Regions from separate parts of the Mus musculus genome. Here region 2 is linked to region 1. A link is a contact called in public promoter capture Hi-C data. All regions are on one chromosome and are shown on one strand. Each heading gives the region's core, a stretch centred on a gene start, on an enhancer-like site or on the middle of the called end of the contact. The rest is flanking DNA. Distances are from core to core; before and after follow the strand shown. Region 1 holds the start of Pkhd1 (polycystic kidney and hepatic disease 1). Region 2 overlaps Rims1 (regulating synaptic membrane exocytosis 1).

Region 1 (7,543 bases), core at 3,374-5,873:
TACCTTCTGCGGGTTCAAACTGGAAACTCGAGTAAGGCTCTATCAATCAGAGAACATGTCGGTTGTGAAGGTGATGTACAATATGGTAGCACATCCAATACTTTAAAGCAGACTTTAGGGTGTACATACAATCCACTGGCCAGATGAAGCACGGATCAGTGGGCCCTATTACCAGAGTTTCTGGTTCAAGGTGTTCACTTCTATTCAGGCATTATTGGTCCAGAGAATATACCTTCAGAGTCCTACTTTAAGAAAAATGGATGGCTCTCGTTTTACCAATCCAGGATCCCAATGTTCATCAGGACAGTCCTGAATTTCTGCTTCCCTTAGAAATAATCTCAAAGATATGCTTGAACCCACAATGCCTCTCTTCTCTTTTACACTCTTTATTCAGACGGTCACATTGAAACGGAAAGGTTACGACTTATATTATATATTCCTACTTCTTGGGAAGAGGAGAAAACTTTTTTTTAAAAAAAGTTTTTAACGCTTTTTTTCCTCCAGTACAGGGGAACACCAGGGCCAAGAAGTGGAAGTGGGTAGGGGAGCAGGGGAGGGGGAGGGGGGATAGGGGACTTTCGGGATAGCATTTGAAATATAAATGAAGAAAATATCTAATAAAAACTTTTTTTAATTTATTTTATGTGAGTATGCTGTTTCACTCTTCAGACACACCAGAAGAGGGCATCAGACCCCATTAGATGGTGGTGAGCTACCATGGGGTTGCTGAGAATTGAACTTAGGACCTCTGGAAGAGCACTCAGTGCTCTTAACCACTGAGCCACCTCTCCAGCCCGAGGAAAAACTTAAGATGTGCCTGATTCCTTTCTTCTTATTATTATTGTATTCGAGTTTTCTGCTTTGAGCTCTTCTGGGTATATAATCAGAATCAGTCCCCAAATGCATCCAAGGCAATCATGATTTTTGCTTTGAATGATCATAGACAGACTAAAGTGAGAGAGTTGTAGAACTTCCTTTAGGAGACAAAGGGAGTAGGAACTTTAAATACTAGGTTACACCTGGTTTAATAACATCTTGAAGATATTCCCAGATATGTCTTGGTCAAGGCAAAGCCACTTCCAGGAGGCTAGCAAAAATTACTCAGTACCTCCATATGATAATAAACAAATCAAGTGTTATGTGTTATCTGTAGAAACCTGTTTCATTTCCATGTCAAGAAATTCCAAGGGTAAACCAGGCATTGCCTGTGAACTAGCCCAGGGCATTATGTATAAAAACCATTTAGGTAGCTCACTACACACCTAAGACTGATGGAAACCCATTCACATCAACATGTCAGCCACATCATACAGTTCTCAGACCCCGGAGATGATTACATACTTTCATTCGAAAAAGACAAAAAGTATCATAAGAAAATACAGATTACTAAACTCAGAGAAACCGGAAGCATGATTAGAGGAAAAGTGTAATTGTAATACAAGCAACCATTAGTCACCAAGACACAATCCCTTAGGGAAGATAGAACAATGAAATCTAGTAAGAATTATATCTACTAGCCCAAAAACAAGGACTATAGAAAAAGTTATTAACATTTTTGAAATATTTGAATTGTAACAGTAACCCCTACTGGCCATTAAAAGTTGACATATCTATTTATAACAATTTAGCAGGAAAACCAATTATTATTTTAGATCCGAGAGCAGATACTTCAATACTTCTTTCTAAAATGATGGCTTCACTCACATTCTAAGTGAGCAAGTAAAACTTGTATATGTCTATAGTATAAAAGCAAGATAATATTTCCTTTACTACTAATAGTTGTCAAGGTAACCTAGTGGTCTGATCTGCACTCTGTTCAAACACTTTATACTTACTTGCTAACAGTAGTACTTCCATACTCAGCAGAGAGACCAGCCAGGCAAGCATCATGTCCAGTTAGCTCAGCTCTCTTGAGATTCCTCAGATATTAGAAGCATTTTTAGGGTTGATTTGTGCCATGTAGTTTTTGTGCCTTATAAAACATAAAGTGGAAAAAATTCTGCTTTGCCTGTGTACTATCAATGAGTTATGTTGAGACAGAAAATTAAAGAGATTATTTAAATGTAGTGCTAGCCCAACAAGTATGGCTCTAACTCACTGAAAAAGACTCCCTACCTCCTACCCCACCCCCACCCCTACCCTCCAACACACACACACACACACACACACACACACGGCACATGGAGGCCATTACAGAAAGCCACAAATGGTGAAAATGTAGAGAAGAGCTGCCTCAGGGTGCCCAGTCCAAATAGATACATCTACAACAAAACCCCTACCCATAAGTCTCTGAGAACATAAAGAAAGAGGGGGCAAAAAGATTGTAAGGTCCAGAGGACCAGGAAGTCTGCTACAATGTAGCATCATCTAGATATGACAGGAAAGCCACACCTATGAAATCTCAACAATATGGCTGCTTCAAAAAGCCCTGGCCAATGACAACCAGTTGACATGCCAGCATGGATAAAGGAAAGTACATGGGGACCCTCTCCTAGATGAAAAGCTACTGGCAATTAAAAACAGATGACCTCATCATATTGTATTTACATATTTATCCACATATATATGTAACAATAATAATTAATGAATAAGAAGCTGTGTGGGAGGGGCTGGGCTGGAGAGAGTAAGGGAAAAGGAAAGATTTAATTACAATTAAAACAATTAAACAAATATATAATTAAATGATGTAATACTATCTCCTCTAGAGGCACCTACTATCTTTCTAGGCTCAGAAGAGAATCAGCATACAAGAAACATTATAGAAAACCACCGCTCACTCATCTTGTCTCAATAGCTATTTAATGCATGTTTAAACCAATTCACCATTGTGCAAAAAAGGTAATCTTAAGAATAACTTTTAGTTATCTGGGCACTGGTAACCAGTCAGGGTTCCATGTTGCTTTCTCATACCCCAGCTTCCCTTCCTATGATGGTCAGATTTGAACCCTACATGATAGACACATTGTATTTCTTGTTAGCAATCAAGCAAGGCTTCTATCCGCTGATCTCTACCTCGGCCATTAAATCTCTCATGGCTTTATCAGCTTGTTCTCCAGTAAATCTTTCCTCAGTAGTCTCTCTCAAATTTCCCGTTCACACCCTAGGAGCCGAAGCCAGATACTATCTGTGTGCTGTCATGCCAGCCTTGCCTCTAGAGATCACTCTGAAACAGTCCAGAGACCAGTTATCCATTTCCATACAGGTCATAATATAAGGGCCTGATATAGTATTCAAAGACTTAATTCTTTGATACATTTTTAAATACCACACATCTGATTTTACAGATCTAGAATAAATGGCTTTTTCTCCATGCTGAAGGAAACAGAATTCACATAGCCTGGCCCTATGAAGGCTGAGAGTTCCTCTCTAACACCAGGCAGAAGTGAATAGACAAATATTCCTAAAACTCTAGCTCTGAGGGTCTCTGAAAGTTTGAAAACCGTAATGAATAAGTCCATATCATTACATATACGTTAATGTAAATTTCTACAAAAACACTCAATGTGGTAGCAGTTACAACCGTTTCAGAACGCCCCAGTAGTTTCACGACAAGAATGTCTAGCAATGTCTGCCTGCCCAATTGTAGTGAATTTATCATACAGGTGTGTCCTGTTTAAGATGGCCCAAAAGAGATAATAACTTCTATTTAGTTCAGGACTGGGAAAGTTTATTACATACCCAATAGATGCTGAACATTGTACTGGAAGCCAGGGGAAATAAAAGTCTGTCCTTAGTCCCCAGCAAAGAGGAGGCGTGGAGTCTTTTGAGGTTTGAAAGGAGTGTTGATGTTACCAGGTGTCCTTTTACCTTGTAAAATTTCCTACACCCTTCAGTCTATTTGTAATTGAATTCAATTTACAAACATCCAGCGTTCAAAAGTGCATGTCCTACAAAAGCACAACAGGAGCGAGGATTCCATACCTAGCCCAAAGGCACGGGACCCAGCTTGCATGTTCTGCCAGGTGTGCAGGCCAATCTGGGCATACTATTTTATAATAATTCATCTTAATGTCCGGCCCCATGCTTAGAGCAAGCATAATAACACCCCACTTAGAACAACAGAAATAAGCACCCCACAATGAGCTCCAATAAACTTGAAGTTCAGAAATACCTATTTTTTTTCCTCCAAAACAAAACAGTCATATGAACCATAAATGTCACTTTGCTGGGTGGGGATTCATTCAAGTCTGCTCATCCTTCCTGGTGATCAACACAGTGTCCAGTTTCTTTTAAGGGGAATGTTTCAGCCACAGAGACGTGCACTGTGCATTGAGTTTAGTCCTCTTCCTGTCTGCGTTCTCTTTCTTCTGCCCCTCCCGCATCCCTCTTCTCTCAGCATCCCCTCCTCTGGGAGCCTAAAAGACAAGTTTCCGTGCTCTTACTGTGGACCTCCCACTCCCACTTCCTTTTGCTTACTGCAATGACAGTGGGAGATGCAGCGCTAGAAAAGGAAGTCTTTTTCTGAATCAAACAGTACCTGATGCTGTGTCAGCCTTGTGCCTCAAATGAGAGAAACCGTCCCCTTCTAAACGAAGCCGCGTTATTCGGTGACAGGCCAGCCTGCAGCTAGCTAGCTAGCTAGCTAAGATGCAGGTAGCTCACTTCCTGTTGGACTGGAACTCACCTAACTCGCTTGTGTCCTGGCTAAACGTGCACCAGAGTGAAAGTTCACAAATGACCACAGGGCAAGTTTAATAATTAACGCGAGCCACTTAGAGACCCAAAGAAAGGGCTGCTTACATTTTTCTCCACTTACTGCATGTGTCTCAGACAAGAATTAAAAAAAAAAAAAGAAAAGAAAAGAAAAAAATAGTCTAGCCAGTGTGACCAGTGGGCACTCAGTAACTGAAAGGAGGTGCCAGAAAGACAGCCAGTGAGCAGAGACCCCAGCAGGAACTTACATGCTCCATGAGTGCTCTCTGCCTGATCCTGCACCCTATGCTATGGGCTTTCAGTGGTGGTCCACTACACTTGATGTCTTATTGGTTTCAAAAATATGGCACAGCCTGGGGTTCAAAGGTCACTAGAGTAGATCATTTCCTTCATGGAATACTGTTGCTGTCTTGTGCTTGCTTTTTCTGCAGGTTCAGATATATTTCCTTTGTGTGCATCTTCAGGCCAAGGCTACTAACAGCTTATACTATTGCTAGCTTGCAAGTTTTTAATACCACCCCTTTATGCCTTTTCTAAATCTTGGCTGCCCTTCTAGAACTAATCCCTTTAATAATTTTTTATCTCAAATATGCCTTCTATTTCCTATTAGGACTCTAAGGTTATATATACTCTGAGAGATAACTAAGTTCCCGTATTGGCAATATACAGTTCACAGTCATCAAAACTCGAGTGTACCTTGCTAAATGATTCAGCAGGGTTGAGCTGCTCAATAGTGTCTGACGTATATAAGCTATTCCCAGAACTCTGTGTACATCACGTAGGGGAAAAATACTATGTTTATTCTTCTATAAACCCAAATAGATTGCACTGTGCTTTCTATAGAGTAGACTCATCCATAACGTGGATTATATTAGGGATATATTTGAAATAGACCTAGGCAATGAAAGCAAAGTATTGAAACTGAGAATGCCTGGGGCCTCTTTTGGTTTGGGCTTTTCCCCTTTCCTTACTTTGAAAAAAAATTATTATATTGTCTACAACTTATATCCATATTTCTGAAAGAAAGAGGGCAGATCACCAGGTGGACAGGACAGCAGCATGACTTTCCACTGAAGAACTTCATTAGGCGATTAGAGCAAGCTTTTGTCTTCCAGGGTCAACTCTTGAGATGCTTCACCTCACATTGCACTGCCAGAACCTCCCTGGAGAAAAAGCCCCCCTTTTCCTCTCTGGGATTCCTCTCTTGTCTTGCTTGCTTTTCTTCAGCCCTCTTCTCTTCATGAAGATACAAAGGAAAGGAAAGCAAATCCCTCTGGGTGTGATTTCCCATCATCATACCCAGAATCATACATCATACATCAGAATCATGGGCTCAGATTTTGAGGCAGCTTGACTCCACCCAGGGCCTAACCTAAGGGTAAAACATTAATGTGAGACTTTCATTAACAGACTTTCTTTCCTGCCAAGGGCCATACAGAGGGAATGACAACTGGCTTTGGAACTCATGGAATGCAGCCCACTGGCTAGCACAGGCACACGGGTGAGCCACGGTTGAAGCATGACCCCAAGGACCACGTGTCCTGAGGACTTCACACTGCTATGGAGTTCTGCTCTGCTTGCTGCCCTCACACCCCTGTTAATCTGAGAATTGTATGAAAACTCTAAGGGGGCTTCCAGCCCCTAACTGGGCAGCATCTCTGGCATTCACAGTAATAGTGCTTGATCTCTTTCAGTCATTGCTGCTGGAGCAGATTAATGATTCAATCACCACCCTAGAGAAGAACTGAGAGATATAGATCATCAACAATGACCACCACCCTTAGAAAGCATTTGGAAAAATAAACTTGTTAGTGAAGTTAGGTTATGATGTTTCTGCTACAGACTCTGATATAGAAAATCTTAGGGAACAATTTGAAGTTCAGAAAGGCACACTCTTATTAGTTAAGCAAGGAACATTTATGGTCAGGGAACAAGAACAATGGCAGCACTGGGGAACGTGTCTCACTGAGGCTGGACTGCTGATGGTTGATTTCTTATACCCATTTTTATGCTCAGCTTCCTGATGTGGTTTAATAAGAATTTCTGATGTGACGATGTGCATTCTGGGGATTTAAAGTAGATATGACAAATTTTTTATATAAAAGTTTAGATTTGTGATTCATTTAAGATTCTTATGGGATTACTTTTAAAGATAAATAATAAAATAATTAAACCTTTCTTGAATCTATGTGGGTGTGCTTGGGAATAACTTGTTTTCTTTACCTGCACTATGTAATATTATATCATGTATAGGTATTGGGAACATACTGGTTTTTCATAGTCATTCACTAGAAGAGACTAGAATAAAATCATATTGTAAATTTATAGGGCTTGAAAGATTTTTATGGGACACACAGACTATCGGAGAAATGTAAATAAAGAAAATATTCAATACAATAAAAAAAGAAAAGAAAGAAAGAAGAAAACCATGACATCAGGCAATTTGCATGGGTTTTGGAGTTTTCAGAGTGCATAAGAGTTCCAGTTTTGAAGCAAAAGAACGTCTCACATTAATCAAGATGACTAATACTCTGAAATCTCAAAATTTAAAAATAAACGTTAAGGGACTTGAAAAAATGAATATGGGATATGTGATATTTTTAGACTCATCTTGTTCCAAGAGAGAAAAAAAAAACCTGACACTTTCTATAACTTGACACTCGGACTGGGTAGACTTTAGCTGCTCTCTCAGTTTTATTCCTGCTATGTCACACTAGACAGATGTTGCAGTAGTCAGTGTTTCCTAAATCAGAGAGACATTCCTTTCTTTGAATTTGGAGAGTATCATATCACTGCATGTCAGTTTCTGAATTACAGCCAATTTTTTCTCCCCATGTTCAGCAGAATTTAAAATAAACCATACCAGTAGGGAGTGACAAGACTAAAGCAA
Region 2 (7,543 bases), core at 1,317-3,816, 1.7 Mb after region 1:
AATTTTTAATCTGAACACACACACACACACACACACACTTCCATTTATCTCTACCTCAGAACTAATACACACAATGGTTTGAAAGAAATGTTCCGTAGCAAATGCCTGATGAGTGAGTTATTTTGTAAGACTTGTGGAACTTTTTAAGTTTAAAAATGTTTTATATTGTGATATTAATATTGATATTGATGTTAATGCATTGTCTTGAAGATGTATAAGGAAGCAAGGATTAGGGTGAACAGTGATGTGTTTGTGTGTCAGGCTGACAAAGGGTTAACTGTGCTGGCTAGGTTCATATCAACTTGACACATGCTATAGTCATCTAAGAGGGGAAACCACGGTTGACAGATTATTTCCATAAGATCAGGCTGTAGGTAAGCCTGAAAGACATTTTCTTAATTAGTGATTGATGGGGGGAGGGCTCACCCCATTATACACTGCTGGTTTTGGGTTCTATAGGAAAGCAGGCAGAGAAAAGCCTTGGGAGCAAGCAAGTAGGCCTCTGTATCACCTCCGGCCTCCTGGTTCCTGTCCTGTTTTAGTTCCTAGCCTGACATTTTTCAATGATGAACAGTAATGTGGACACATAAGCCAAATAATTCCTTTCCTCAAAAAGTTGCTTTTGGTCATGGTGTTTCATCACAGCAACAGAAGCCCTAACTAAGAGACTCACTTGGGGTTAGAAATGCAGACAACACCGATTCTGTACGGGTGCTTCTACTCCAAGTTTAAAATATGAGGAAGAAAAAGAGAAATCCATTCACAGAGGCGGGAAAACAATCTCTTGCTACTTACATGCAAGCTCAGATACAAAGCAAGAGGCATTTCACTGAGTTGGCTAAGGGCAAAGATGGGGTAAAACTAAGCAGATGTTAGGATTCCTTTTAAGACAGATGACTGAAACTATATTGGGAATTAGGGGAGGGAACGAATAAATCTCAAACGTATTACAGCCACCCTAAGTGTATTTATGGTTTCATTCCATTTCATAATCCCCGCCTCTGAAGGTAGATGTTAAACGTTGAGCTAAAAATTGTGGATTGATTCCATACAAGTATTAGTCAGGGCATCAAAGGTATAAACAGAATAAAAACTACAGGGAAGAGACTCTTCTTTAATATGTTATAAAACCCTAAATAGGCAGAGCATCTTCTGGCTTTAAAGCAGTCTTAGAAGCAATGACGGGAACTGCTGGTAAAGACTGAAGTGACCACGCACATTAGCTGTTGGGGAAGTACCCTGTTTTTTGAATACACAGATGTGAAGCTGTCATTTTCGAGAGTGTTCTCAGAATGGCCTTGGTGTCAGTGCTGGTGACGATGATAGGCACCTCCAACTCCCTCCCTGTTGTCTATAACATCAGCATATGGCCGAACAGAGGAAGAATCAGTATGCAGTTATCATAGTATACATCTGTGTATACATCCTCTTGTCTCCCCCCCCCCACCCACTATAACAACCACCCTCAAGTCTACTTAAGATTTCATTAAACTGTTGATACATTTGTTTCTTGTGACCTAACAAGATACTCTTCTCTGGCTCTCCTCTGAACACGACAAAAGCAAAGGACGTTCCTGGACTCCAGCTAAGAAAATGTGACTTGTTATTTCCAAATGCAAAGTAAAATATACTTCTTGATATTTTTTTTAAAGCCCGTATACAATAGTGACATTTACTTGTAGTTAAAACGGTTATATTATATGTACCATACCTAACAGTTTGGAACAGAAATAAGACAACTTTAAAGAACAGTGCAACTTTGGAGCAGCATCAAGAGTGCAATTTGGTGCTAGTGAGAGTTCACCTTTGAGGTTCCTAAAGAGCTTTAAAATCCGGTGAGTTTAGCTTTAAAGCTAATCAGGGCTGAGAAACATGAATGTGCAAGTACAGTGGCCATTGCAACATCCCTCTTTAAGTACTTTACCTACACATAAAATACCCCTCCCTTCCCCTTTTCATTCAGTTTCTGGTAATCTTAAGTTATAACAGCAACTTTGAAAGCAGTTGTGTACTACAGAAGGGCTTAGGAAAACAGGAATCTGGCTCGTCAGTTCAGCTCTAGGAAAAGTTATAAATTAACCATCACGCTCCTGTTAGGAGTTACTAAATACAAGCAGGGAGCACTGACTTACCTTGCTTGTCTTGAATCAATTAAGCAGCAGCAGGGAGTCCTTCCCAGGAGAAGAGCAAAGAAGCTGTGACCTAGCCTGAATGCTGGAAGGCTCCTTCTGTCTTTGAGTGACCTAGTGTGAATGCTTGAATGACTCCTACTGTCTCTGGGTGGGTATTTATCAGACCTCTCAGTGAAATAACACTTCTCTCTCTCTCTCTCTCTCTCTCTCTCTCTCTCTCTCTCTCCCCCCTTCCTCTTTCTCCCTCCTGCTCCCTCCCTCTCTCTTTCTCACACAGAAACACAGCATGATTAAATTGCTTCTATCAAGAATGCCTTTTCTACAGCTTATTATAGAATGGGGGCATTAAGAACAAAGTCATTGGGCAATCTTCTATGTATCAACAAATAAATGTGGAAACTGCTAAACAGCTACGAACTGAAAGCTGTTATGCCGTCACATTTTAAACAAGCTGTGCAATGGAGATACGCAAATAAAATTAATCTCAAGCAGGCTTTACTGAGTGTCTCTGACCATGTAAGCAGCACTGAAGCACAGCTCAGAACTAAAGCTTAATTTCAAGTATGAACCTGTTGGAAAGATTTTCATGGGGTCAGAAGATATTTTCTTATCAATATTTTTCATCAAATCCACTTGGTGCTTGTAAAACACATTTAACTTATACTGACTTAAATTGTCAAAATCATGACTTTTAAGACGTCCTTATTAGATACTTCTAGACTCCGGGTGCTTTTCTCGTGTCCTTTCCTACCCAAGCCATCCTCTGCCAGGAGACAAGCGGCAAGGGAGGGCAGAGGCTGAACTTAATTTCTCATGTGAACTTGAACTTTCCTATACCTGCCTTCTGCTCTTTGAGTTTCAGACATACTTCCGTGGACCCTCATCAGAATACTCATGGTCTGCTGTAGTTCCCAAGTACGGCCAGGGGAGCTTAGGAAAGTTAGTACTCCAAAGTGTCAAAATTACAACCATTAATCAAAACAAATTTCCCCGAATAAAAGCTGTTTAGATCCCGCGTAAACCCTTGTGGACTACCCTACCCTGGGAGGGAGAACTGCAGCACTGAGCAGTTCACCATAAGAGGGTCCCCTTGGGTCTCCTTGTTCCAAAATGGCACAGAGAATTCGGAGAGACTGGGGTCCAGAATGTTTGACATTTTCTTCTTCTCTCCTCCAGGACAGGGCACATAAAGGATAAGATACTTTGATAAAATTGTCTCAACATAGTTACAAGTAATATTTTGGAATTGTGACAAGGGATGGAAGTCTGTGTACCTCAAAATTTCTGGCTGTTGCTGCTTTCAAAACCAGGTACATGAACAAGGATGGGACATAAACACCATTGCAAGGGAGAGGGGAGGAAAGGAGAGAGAAGGGAAAGAGGGAGAGGATGGTAGCAGTCACAGGGTTTGACTTCTCCCACTTTCTGGTGCCTCTGCGTTGAACCCAAACCATACACCCAGACTCCAAAGTTATAGGCAGATGCTGCTGGGGTCTTAGCCTACTTTCTAGATGCCCACTTTTTTGTTTTCAGCAATGTTGTTTTGTGGGCACTGGTGAGCTCCTTACATCAGCAGCATCCGTATTTCTCTCTCTCTTGAGGTGCCAGGAATGTAGGACTGCACAAGCAGACCCGAATCCCTAGCAAAAGCAGGCACTGGAGGAATGGTACAGGCTCCTTGTTCTCAGTAGCAGTCACTCCTCTCTAACTTGTACAAGCTCTTCCTGCCCACTGATCTTATTTGTAGAGTACATATTAAATATTGCCTCCCTTTCCCTACCTCCCATGTCTCACAGTCATGGGAATACATGCTTGGATTGTGCCTTGAATAAACCTCTACAAATCTTTGAGGTCTTTCTCTTAGGGGATCCCAACCAACGCTGTCACCTAAGAGAAGCTTCTTATTGTGTTTTTCGAAAATGTGCAACTATAGTTGAACCAATATTAAGGAAAAGCAGAAGCATATGTTTTTTACTAGCAAACTCACTATCATTTTATTATGATTTAAATGCTATAATCTAATTGATCTAGAATAAATTACTTTATAATAGCATATGGGGGCTGCGTGCGTGTGTGTGTGTGTGTGTGTGTGTGTACATGTATGCATGTGTGTATGTGTGTATGCATGTGCACATGTTTCCAAGCATGTATAGAGGCTAGAGGTCATGTGTCTTTCTCAATTGCTCTCCATGTTGGTTTTTGAAACACTGTCTCCCAGGAGCAAACCTGGAGCTCTTTTATCTAGACTGACTGGCCAGGGAGCTCCAGGGAATCTACCTGTCTCTGCCTTCTAAGTGCTCTTCTTACCCTTACACCCAACTTCTGTGTTGGTGCTCTTCATCCAAAATGAGGCTGTGACATCTGAAAGGCCAGTAGCTACAACATTTACATCATGGTAACTTGGTATACTTAGATGACAGCACAAATCATATTGAGATGAAAATTTTCTGCATTTTCTAAGAAATAAGTATTCTGACACACACACATATGTATGTATGTGTGTGTGTATACATATATATACACACACACACATACACACATACACATATATGGAGTAGCTAAACTGAACAATATTTTAGATGAAGACAATGTATTCACTAAAAACACTGATAAAATACAACATAAATCAACTTTAAGCACAGGGAGCTAGAACTAATCAATAAAGGTGATCACTGATGTGGAAGCATATAATCTATCACAACATACACATTCTCTGAAACCTGATGTTGCTTACTGCCTTTCAAGTCAAAATGTAGACACAGATGGGATCTAATTCAAATCCTTAGGACTCAGGTAGGAACTAACAGTCTCCCACTTGGGCCTAGGGAATGAAGGTAAAATACACATGGCAAACAAACTACAACTTTTCATTTATCCTGTTTCATGTCAGTCCAACCAGGTAAAGAAACATAATCATACCCATTCAGTATAACCGGTGTTAGACATCTGTAGAAATAGTGTCCAGTACATTTCTAGGAAAATGGAAGTAAAAATGGATAAATCTTTCTAGAACATTGGAGAAATTAAAGAAGTCTTACGTTGGGTCATTTACATGGTTTTCAGCACTTTCTAAAGATATATTATTTTGAAAAAAAAAACCAAATGATTTTGGTAATATTAGTAACATTTTTAGATGACCTTTGTAAAAAAATTTCTGTCAACTAGATAGGACACTTCATTATTTCTCACAGGGATGGAAAGAAATATATAGCAGAATCCTAGTCAAGTGAGTCCCTTGTCACACGAGGGCTTTGGTGACATGAGTTCCAAACAAAGCTGACTAAATAAACTCTTAGAACTCATATCCTTACACACACACACACACACACACACACACACACACACACACACACACCTTAAGTCTCTTAGTGAATATGTAAACACATGTCTGGGTGAATGTCCGTGGAAGCCAAGAGAGGCCATTAGATTCCCTGAAACTGTAGGTATAGGTGGTTGTGAGCTACCTGATATGCGTGGCGGGAATGGAACTCTGGTCCTATGGAAGAGAAGTGTGTCTTAAGAGCTGAGCCATCTCTTCTGAATGTCTCATCTGACATTTCGCAGCTGGGTTCTGCTATACTCTGAGGGTAAACAAAATGCCATCTGAAAACTATGCATGGATTTAAGAAGCACTTAGCAGCTACAGCCTGATAGGCAGAAAATAAGGCCTCCAAACTCAATATTCATCTTCTTCCTTGTTTCCTGCAACAGTATCTCATGCTGCTTTCCCAAGGGCCAGGCTCTTAACAGTCATGATCTTTCTTTTGCTTTTCATCTTAAGAATTCCTTTTCATTAGAATATGTCTCAAAATTATATACCTTCTTTGACAAGCTAAATGACTTTCCCTCTGTGATCCTATCTGTAAGAATAATACTTAAATAAAAATTCCTTTCATTTGTCCCTATACAGTCTGCAATAAGTTGAATACTTTGTTAATAGGAATTTCCCCTGAATCTTTCAAAACAACCTTTGCTAACTGGCAAGTCAGGAATCTTAGAAGTCATGTCAAAGTGTCTTCCAGGTTTCACACCAACTTATAGCCTTTCCCTGCATTAGGAAAACGATGCTTAAATGTTACAGAGATGATGGGTGCTATTCCCCCACCTTATCTCTTATCCAGGCTCCTCAGTTCTATTTCATTAAACTGTATCTTTTACATAAAACCAATGCCTATCTTTTTCTCCTGTGTTGTTCACATATCTCTATTATTATGTGCACAAGTGTTTTTGCCTCTCTATTTGTATTCATCACATACATACCTGGTGCCCTCAGAAACCAGAAGAAGGCAGTGCATGACCCGGAATGAGAGCTACAGATGCTTTTAAGCTACTATGTGGGTACTATGTCCTCTGGAAGAGCAGCACGTGTTCTTACCCACTGAGCCATCTCAGCAGCTTCTTGTTCATTACTTCTATGAGGATCAAATCAAAAGAGGAAATCATCTATTGCACAAATCCACACTGGGCTGTGATCTGGAGACAAGACAGGGGCGATACTGCTGGCACCAAGCTCTTCCTAACAGGCAGCAGATGTGCTTCCAGGAAACCAGTGTGCAAGCTGGGAAAGGCAGGACTGCATAGCAGTGTAGCACAAAAGAGCTGAGCTTAGCTGTTTGTTAAAGCTACTAGGGGTTTCCTCTTCCTTCTGTTATTCTTTCTCTACTGGTAATCAGAAACTATATATATTTATACCTAGAAAAATGTTAATTTAATGGTGGGTAATGAGCAATTTCAAGACGGCATAGGAGATGTAGTAATGTGCGGATTTAGTTTCCAGCTTACAAAAATGTTAAACTTTGAATATTATATAGGTTTAATTAGATAAGATTTTATGAACATAGAGCTATCCAAACACAGAATGCAGAGGGCAGAAATGTTGCTGACCACCATAAATCAGGCCTTTTATGTACTACTCGGGAAACAGGCTGGGAAGATTGAACAAACCGTCAACGTGAATTCTGACAAAGAAGTCTACACTGCAGGCTTGTTGATCTCCAGAGAGAATATACTTTAATTCAGACAAACACATACACAGCATTTGCAAAACTTTGCTGCTGATACTTTAAGTCATTCAAGTCATGCGGGTGAGTCCACAGCCTGAGCTGGTCCTTCTTGTTCACACGCCACTCAGTAGCGGAACTGGTCCTTGTGGGGATGGCTGCTTTGCTATGTGAACTTTTTCAGCTTAAAATTGTAGGTTGCCTTCCCACTGAGCCAGTAAAGTATTAAGCATCAAAGGAAAGAAGGGGAGAGGCCTGGTCTCTAGAGGCACTGTGGGAAGGGGTCTTTACTCACTACTCTTCAGGCTAAGCTGATCTCTGTGTGAATTCAGAGTTAATCCAGACAGTCAGATTTTAGTGTTAGATGAAAGCATGAGACCTCGCTGTGTGCAGTGTGCACTGTGCTGCAGC

Evidence for each region. Promoter capture Hi-C pulls out the DNA fragments that hold promoters and counts their contacts.
Region 2: a promoter capture Hi-C map of liver shows a contact between it and region 1, with 4 times the contacts expected there. The contact joins the enhancer-like site here to the promoter of Pkhd1 in region 1. A contact is called at or near these places in 5 of 39 promoter capture datasets (the C10 cell line, hippocampal neurons, liver and 1 more).

What each region holds. Positions count from the first base shown.
Region 1 is chr1:20,613,434-20,620,976 of GRCm38.p6, forward strand. It overlaps Pkhd1 (polycystic kidney and hepatic disease 1), which reads right to left and starts at 4,624. Exons shown (of 67, transcript NM_153179.3): 1 at 4,478-4,624; 2 at 1,836-1,972; 3 at 1-39. The coding sequence starts at 1,890.
Region 2 is chr1:22,313,600-22,321,142 of GRCm38.p6, forward strand. The region is part of intron 30 of Rims1 (regulating synaptic membrane exocytosis 1); the gene reads right to left. Among named protein-coding and RNA genes, the nearest start is that of Kcnq5, 360 kb to the left of the region's middle. Within about 2 kb of position 2,567, at least 4 of the 459 cell types and tissues checked have an H3K27ac peak or open chromatin away from gene starts, as enhancers often do. A contact at or near this core is called in liver, where this site is marked.